Regions from separate parts of the Gossypium hirsutum genome. Here region 1 is linked to region 2. Evidence: chromatin contacts called from public Hi-C data. All regions are on one chromosome and are shown on one strand. The core of a region is the stretch at or near the end of the contact, and the rest is flanking DNA. Distances in the headings are between cores, read along the strand shown. Region 1 has its middle 6.4 kb from the start of LOC121219874. Region 2 has its middle 14 kb from the start of LOC107930641.

Evidence for each region. A called contact is a pair of places that touch in the nucleus more often than the background predicts.
Region 1: a Hi-C map of leaf shows a contact between it and region 2, with 2.4 times the contacts expected there. The contact joins two enhancer-like sites. A contact is called at or near these places in 5 of 34 Hi-C or Micro-C datasets (callus and leaf).

The regions. Positions count from the first base shown.
Region 1 is chrD08:55,905,887-55,910,133 of Gossypium_hirsutum_v2.1, forward strand. No RefSeq gene overlaps it. Among protein-coding and RNA genes, the nearest start is that of LOC121219874, 6.4 kb to the right of the region's middle. Within about 2 kb of position 2,480, at least 1 of the 9 cell types and tissues checked has an H3K27ac peak or open chromatin away from gene starts, as enhancers often do. A contact at or near this core is called in leaf, where this site is marked.
Region 2 is chrD08:55,868,770-55,872,898 of Gossypium_hirsutum_v2.1, forward strand. No RefSeq gene overlaps it. Among protein-coding and RNA genes, the nearest start is that of LOC107930641, 14 kb to the left of the region's middle. Within about 2 kb of position 2,347, at least 7 of the 9 cell types and tissues checked have an H3K27ac peak or open chromatin away from gene starts, as enhancers often do. A contact at or near this core is called in leaf, where this site is marked.

The DNA.
Region 1 (4,247 bases), core at 1,230-3,729, 37 kb after region 2:
AGTAGAATTTAACTACTTTATTTGGTTTGTTTATAAGAATTTAAACTTCTTTATTTATTACTCATCTCTTATTAATATAATTAATTAGAGATAAAATAATTATTAATATTATCAAATAATTAATTTAATTTAATTAGTGATAATATAAAATTTTTATTATTTATCTCTTAATTAACTAAAAATAATAATTATACCAATAATTTTAATTTAACAGTGAAGCTTTGTGATTGGTCTAAAATTTGGGTCATTTAGATTGATTCTAATTTAGAATCATTCAAAAGTACAATATAAATGATTGAATTTGAGGAAAAGGTATAATATAGTAGGAATAATATTTTCTGATTGTTGTGCGCAATAAAAAGGAAGAAAGTTTATCCGAAATGCCTTGCGTTTCCTTTGTATTTCTAAATCCATTAAATTTATGTACAGCATAATTTCCAATGAAGTGTTTAAGAGAAAATACAAATAAATTAAAGGATTTAAGTATTGAAATTTAGGTAATTAGTTTGAATTCAAGCAATTATATGGTGTCTAGTCTCATAATTTCAAAGTCCATTTCTGTGTGAAATTATCATAATAAAGGATTTTTTTTACTTTGCTAATTTATTTATCATTTATTAATTGGATTTTAGGTAATGATATGAGGCAAAATTGTTTAAAATATAAAAAAATTAATTTAATTATTGAAAAAACAGATAATTAGCGCTAAAAGAATTTCAAAGAACGAAAAACAGCAAATTAGATTCGAAACGAAGAAGAAGAAATCTGTCTGAATTTCTCATGACAATGTAACAAAACAAAACAATCGTTCCAAAGTCTACAGAGTGATTTGGGGATAGCAAATCCCGAGATAGGGTTCTTCGCAATGTGCAGTTTTTAATAAATTTTTTACACATCATTTAATCCATAACAGCGTATAAGTTCAATATTATGGCGGGGACCATTTTGCTACAAGCATCAGGGGCCAAATTGTAATCTAAGATGCACTGCAGGGGCTTTTATGCTACTTTCACCCACTTTACATATAAATATAAAGGGATAAATCTCAAAATTATACATGAACTCTGATTGAATGTGCCATTGTATGCATGAATTTTAATTTGGTGCAACTATACATGTGAAAATCTAATTGTGGTTCAAATGCATACTTGAAACTTTAATTTTGATTTAATCATACACATTTAAAGAAGTAAATATATCAATTTATTTTTTATATTGAATAAATATAATTATTTATGTATGCAATATATAAATATAAAATGATGTTATGTCAATAATTGTGTTAATAATTTATAAGAATTTGATCAAAACCAAAGTTCATGTATACAATTGCACATTCAACCATAGTTCATGTATAGTTATGAGATATATCCCAAATATAAAAGAATTTTGGGTTTTGTCTTGTATTAAATTCAAGGTTAAAATATGTCATAGGTCCCTATACTCTTCACAAATTTGAAATTTAATCATTATACTTTTATTTTCAAGAATTTATTCCTCTATTTTTCAGATTTCAAAATCTAGGTTCAATTGTTAAGACTATTTTTTTTATCAAATTTGTTGGTGTGACATTTTAAACTAAAAAAAAAAACTCTTGGTAGCATTCTAATTTAAAAAATAGAATTGTAATGAACCATAATTTAACAAAATAATTTTAACAGTATTCACAGTTAGACTTGAATTTTAAAATATAAAAAATACAATAATTAAATTCTAAATTTACGAAGAGTACAGTGACTTATAGCATATTTTTATTTAAATATAACCTAATTATGTAAAAAAAAAAGGTTTGGTGCAGGGCGTAGGGGGCTAGCAGGGGACCACTTCCTCTAAAATGGAAAATTTTCTATTTAGACCCTTTAAAATTTTTAAAATTTTAAATTAGTAAAGGTAAAATTACAGTTTGGCTCCCCAAAAAATGAAAAAAAATTGATTTAATCTTTTAAAAATTAGAAAGATATAGACTATTAAAATGGTGGAATTGTATTTTTACTATAGTAAAAATTACAATTTAATTTCAGCCCTTAAAAATTGTCTGACTTCAGCCTGGTGGATGTTTTGCTGATTTGCATTGAAATCTATTGAGGTTTGAATGGATATTTGCATGATTTTATTAAGAAATTTATACAGATAAAAGAAAGATATGTATAAGAACTGCAAATATATATACAAAAGAATAAAAACATTTTTCTAAGTGTAATTAAGAAAAAAATAATCAAAGAGATTACTTAGTAATTTAATCGACAAAATTTTATTTATCTTTTGCACTGTTTTTAGTTTTAGCAAGCTAATTGCCACATGGAAAAAAAATTCTATTTGTGGGGCAGGAGAATTTTGTTAAATTAAAAGAGGTTTTATTGCATGAATGAATATAGCATTCCCTGAGGCCGTATGGTAAAAACATGGTCCCTCCCCCCTCCTCTCCTTTGGTTCATACTCACTGTAACTTTTTCATGCAAAAAGAGCTATCGAGTTGCCCAATCAATGAATAAATCGGATGGCAGGCAGCCTCTTGAATCGACCACATCAAACCAGCTTGATTTTGACACGTGTAAGAAGGTCGTGGACGGAGAATGATAGTGTAATGATGATAAAATAATTGTTTTGACATTCTGTGGACTGTATATTTGTGAATATATGTGCATATGACAGTGGTGCTCAGTGCAATGCAGTTATGGTTTTATTAATGAATGGGTGAAATTGGTGATCTGAGACTGACCACAAAACCCCAAAAAAACAAAAAAACAGCCCTCCCCATGAGTACGGCCTCTCTTCCCTATCTACCTACCTATGCTGATGAGGTTTTTTTTTTTGGGGGGGGGTGTTTGAATAGCCTTATACTCTTATTTGTTCCATTGCTACGGTACTTGTTTATTTGCTGTCCGCTTCTCTCTGTCTTTATACTCTACTTGCTGTTTATTTCTCACCTATACCCACCCCTTCTTTTTCTTTTTTCCTTCTCTTTGAATTTCGAAACATCTACCTTATTTATGCTTTTAGGTGGGGGGTGAGTGACTGACTGACTGACTGACTGACTGAGTCTGCTTTTTTATTAACCATTTTAAATCTTTTATACGACCATGTCATTGAATATGGTCCTTGTTTAGGGCATTGGAATGGGCACTGCCTACTCTACTACTGCTATACGCAATAGCAAGGCAAATAGTGCAGTGAATGTCTGTGTGTCTGGGTCAATTTTGAATCTTCATACTCTGCTACTCTGCCTATATTAATAGTTGGGGGCTAAAGAATACGAGACATTTCACAAGTATTAGCAGCTCGATAAGAGGAAAATGTAGAAAATAATAATATGAATGAATACTACGTACTTGCATTATTGCACATTAAAGGCTCTCTCTCTCTCTTTTAAGTGGAAGATGAAATATATATCAACAGGTTGTTAGTTGAGGGTAGCAATTAAGAGTGATAACAGGACTTCAAAACATCTTGTTTTTACTATATCTCTCCTAATAAAGCTTTTAATTCATTTAATAATTAGTTAAGAAATTATTAAAAATCATTTTTTTTATAAAATAAATTCTATTGTTATGAAAATATTTATTTCTTATAAATCAATAAAAATTATGGAGGCTCCGATCGAGACTCGTGGACTCATACAAGTTGATATGAGAGAAGACACTCGCCTGTCGGAATGGGCTGCTGTTTATTTCCTTTCTTATAAAAAAATAACTATATGAATATTAAACTTTTATATAAAATTTTAATAAATATATTTGTTTTGATACAATATTGAAGTTGAGGAATAATTGAATTCGTGTCACATGAGTGCTTGACAAGAGAGTTAACCAATGCTCGATACAATCAAGATAATATATATTTGTTATATAAAGTTTTTTCACGCTCACCATAGGCATACCATAATCTAATAATATAGAGACTTTGTTATAGTGGTATTTTTGTCCTTTACTAATTTTATATGAAATGGTTAAATAAAACAACTAAAAACCAAGTGTTAGGAATTAAAACGAAGATTGATAAAAATTTACTCATGAGTACTTTACCACTTCATCTATGATTCAATTTTTTAAAAGGAAAATTTATTCATTTTTGTCATGAATAGGATCATACAATCCAAGAAAAAAAAAGATACAACAAACACATGTTGTTGAGGATGAAAGTAAACATAAACAAAGGTTTCAGCCTTAAGAAGAATAGAATAATTACAACACACTGATAAACGATTTTGTCACAACTTAAGCACGCATATCTAGGGTAACTACAAGCAC
Region 2 (4,129 bases), core at 1,097-3,596:
GTATAAGGACTAATAACATATTTTGACCTTAATTATATTATCATGTTACATAATAAATCATGTTTAATCATTCATGAAATTTATAAAATTAATTTTTTATATATTTATAATACATTGTATTACAAAATATTTTATATTCATAATTAAAGTTTTTAAAATTTATTTTAGTTTATAATTTAAATAAAGATTTATTATTAAGAATAAAATTTCAATATAGTTATATTATATTTATAAATACATTATCATAAATTAAATAATTATTCCAACAAGTGTTGGGTGTAATGGCAAGGCATATTGCATTGACAAGGGTAAACAGATTCAAACATTGAAGACAACATTGTTGAAGAGGCAACCTTGAACCTCGACCATGGGCTCCAAAATAGACATGGAGAATACCAAAGAATATGTTAAATAATTATCACTTGTTCATCTATATTTTAAATATTATCATATAATTATATTAATTACTATTTAGTTATAAATTTGGCTTTTCAGGTTTTAAATAAGATCTATCTTAGGTTTGAGCTCAGTCTTGGATTAGCTTGGATTTGAATTTTCTTGGGCTCGGATTGTTATAGACTTGGATTTTTTTTCAATGAATGCATAGTACCAAACTATTACAAAAACACAAATGGATAAATTGATAAGCAACATAAATTTGGACTTGGATTAGACTAAATCTAGACAAAAAAAAAAACACAAATGGCGGGACTTAAATCTAGAAAAAAATCTATTTTGAGAACCTATATATGCATAAATACACATAGTATGATTCAAACCTGAGTACTTAAGATTCAGAAACCTTAGCCTTTACTAACACTACTGAATCTTTTCCATAATATGATTTAGTCATGGATCATTTTTAGTTAGATCATAAGTAGAACACTTATGTTTATATGAGGTAGTGTCTACACAAATCCCAAAAGTTCAAAGATGATTCAAAGTTGTTTTGAGCTTTATAAGACCCGTTTCTTACTCAGGAGGCTCTAAACCGATTCTTACAGCTTGGATAGCAAGCAAGGGCATTTTAGGACCTGAAACAACAAAGAGAAGAGGAGAAACACAAGTAATAATGATAAAATAAAATAAGACAATTGAAAATTGATGGAAAGATAAAATCCATGGAATGCGGAATAGGAGGATAAGTGTTCGACAAACCCAATTAATAGCTCTAAATGACCCTCCAAGAATGAATTATTGGCAATATGAAGTGTGAAGAACTTCTCCCAAAATCTAGGAGAAGATTAAGTAAAAAGAATTTTCTGAAGAAAAATAAGAATTTAATCTTGCAAAATCAAATACTTCAAAGATGGCTTTTATTAATCAAATAATTAAAAATTGTCATACATAATAAATAATGAAAGTGCCTTTTTATTTGTAGATTTAATGAAAAACAAACTCCTAATTTAATTAGCTAAGTAGAAAGTAATTCTAGTTAAACTAAACTTTCTTGTTAATTAAAAAAGATAAAACTTCTAAAGAAGTTAAAATACTTAAAACTATCATAAAATTCGGAATAAATAAATACAAAAGATATAAAACATAAGAAATACAATATTGGACTTATATATAATCAAAATTAAGCCTTAAAATATATCCCAATATGAATTAAATACGAAACAAAGTCTAAAACTCGTAATTTTAGTAATAGTTCTGTTCAAAATTTTTCTACTTGCGCAGTCTACACTAAAACAATAATATTGAGCTTACGAACTTAAAATGAAGTGATTCAAAGTGTGTTTTTAAAAAAACTAAGAGATAGCTTTTTTACCAGGTAAGAGACATTTTGACCCAAAAATATTTAGATACCATCTAAAAATATATTGCAAGTCAATTAATTTTCGAAACTTGAAAATTAATTATTTCAATAAAATTTATTATGTTTATTATGGTCACTATAAAGATTTAATTAATTAACAAACTAATAACTTAAAACAAATTACATCATGTTACAAATTTAAACTCAAAAAAGAAAAGAAAAGAAAAAACCCTTGACTTGCCTTTATTGAATTGGAAGGCAAAGGTCACAGCACAGCGCAGTGCACACGACTGGGCCTGGCCTCCTGCTGCTGCTGCTGGGGATTTGAAATTTCCTAGTTTTAAGTGATAATTTTTTTAAAAAACGATATTAATATAATAATTATTATAATGTGAAGCAAGCAAGTGGGTATTCAGTCATTCACCTGTCCATGCAAAAAGCAGAAGATAAAGCCAAATCCCATGCTAAGCAGGTACGTATTGAACTGCTCCACAGAGCTTTTGCTGTTTCTGCTACTGTTTTCATACTGCTGCTACGCTGACAGCACTGTCAGCGACACGTCAATCATAAAGCAATGGATTGCTAAATGATTTTGCCACTCTCTCTCTTCTTCCTATTGGTTCTGACACTGACAATATGTCTTTGACTGTATCCCCTCCCCAAAAACCGTGTGGGTCCACCTTTTTGACACGTGTGTATAAATATTAAGATTTAACTTTTTTATCTATGATTACATGCCTTGTGTTCTGTTTTCATGAAGAAGAAGAAGAAGATGAAGAATGATGGGTTTGCCTCCCGCGAGATTCTCGCCTTATTATGCGTTGTGTTGTAAGGAAATAAACAAAACAAAAACAGACCATCCCATTACCTTGTTTTGAGATTTGGTTTGTTCCTTTCCTATTATTTTATTTTATTTTATTTTTTTTGTCTTTTCGTTTCCATTAATGTTTATTTCATGAAAGTGGGAACTAAGCTAATAAGATAACACATACCTTTTATGTATTAGAAAAATAATATAAAATACTGACTTTTATTTTGTTATATCATACACCACAAGTGAAGGTTTTTTTTTTTGTAAATTTACTATCAAAATTAAAAGGTTATAAAAATGTGTGACATCATTTTTTAAATTAAAATTTATTACCGAAAATTAACTTTATAGGTTATATACTAAAAATATTTTATCAACCCAATTTTTTTTTTTATAAAAATCTTAAAGAAACGGTCAGTAAAATGCAATTGCCGGCTGCACAGAAAAACCTGGCAGTGTTTAGAGCGTCAGAGAAACAGCAGAAATGCTGGCAACCAGAAAAAAAAAAGTCAAATTTGGTGAAGGCTGGTCGAAATTGAAAAAATCCAACACATAAAAGATAAAATTGTTGCTGGGCCAATTTGCTTTTGTTAGTAAAATATATAGCTTCAATCAAATTCTTCACATTAATTAATATATTGGAGGAGTCGGTAATAGTATTATTATAGGAGCCGATACAACTTTTTTAAAGGGATCATCAATTTTTGGCCTCCAATTTGATAAGTAGGTTCTTGAAATTTTTTTTATTTACTTTCATACCTGAATTTAAAAATTATTATTCATTTAGTCTCATTATGTTAACCGTGAAAAAAGAAAATAAATAATGTAATTTTTTACCCTAAAACTTAACAAGTAAGTGTTGCTTAGTTAATTTAGCTGTTATTGTTTGAGGCACTGTTTTTTTTTTATTTCACTGGTCTATGCATTCCATCTTTATTAATAATTTTTTTTCTTTTGGCCCAAAAAAAAAAACTAAAAATTAAAATCTAAAACTAAAATCATCACTTTTTTCAAAAAAGAAAAAAAAGAGTGGACTGTAACAATAATCATCATAGCTCTTGAAGATAATTGAATGAACTGAAACGGAAACGTAAACAAAAATCAAAGAATGTTGTTGAAGAGGCTGCAACCAGCAACCAACTCGGAGGTTAGTGCTACCGCCAACAAAGCCAAGATTTGGTTTTAGGAAATTGAGCGGTTAATTTTTTTCTCGACAAGTGAAATGCAACTTTTTATTTATTATTTATCTTAAAACAAAATTTTTACTTCAATTTATATATTATATCCCGGGAAAGAATTCACTTTCACTATATTTTGTACGGTTAATATTTTAACGATTAAACTATTGAATTTATCGATATGATTGTACTTATCATTTATGTGAATTTTCGAACCAATTCGAGATCTCTATCATATCAATCTAAAATATTGTATATATTAGTATTTATTAAAAGGTTGAAAGTCTTTTCCATAAAACAAATAGTTAAAAATTTTAAATTCACGTCAAATTTAACATACATGATTTATATGAATGAAATATGAAATATGATGGTTGGGTT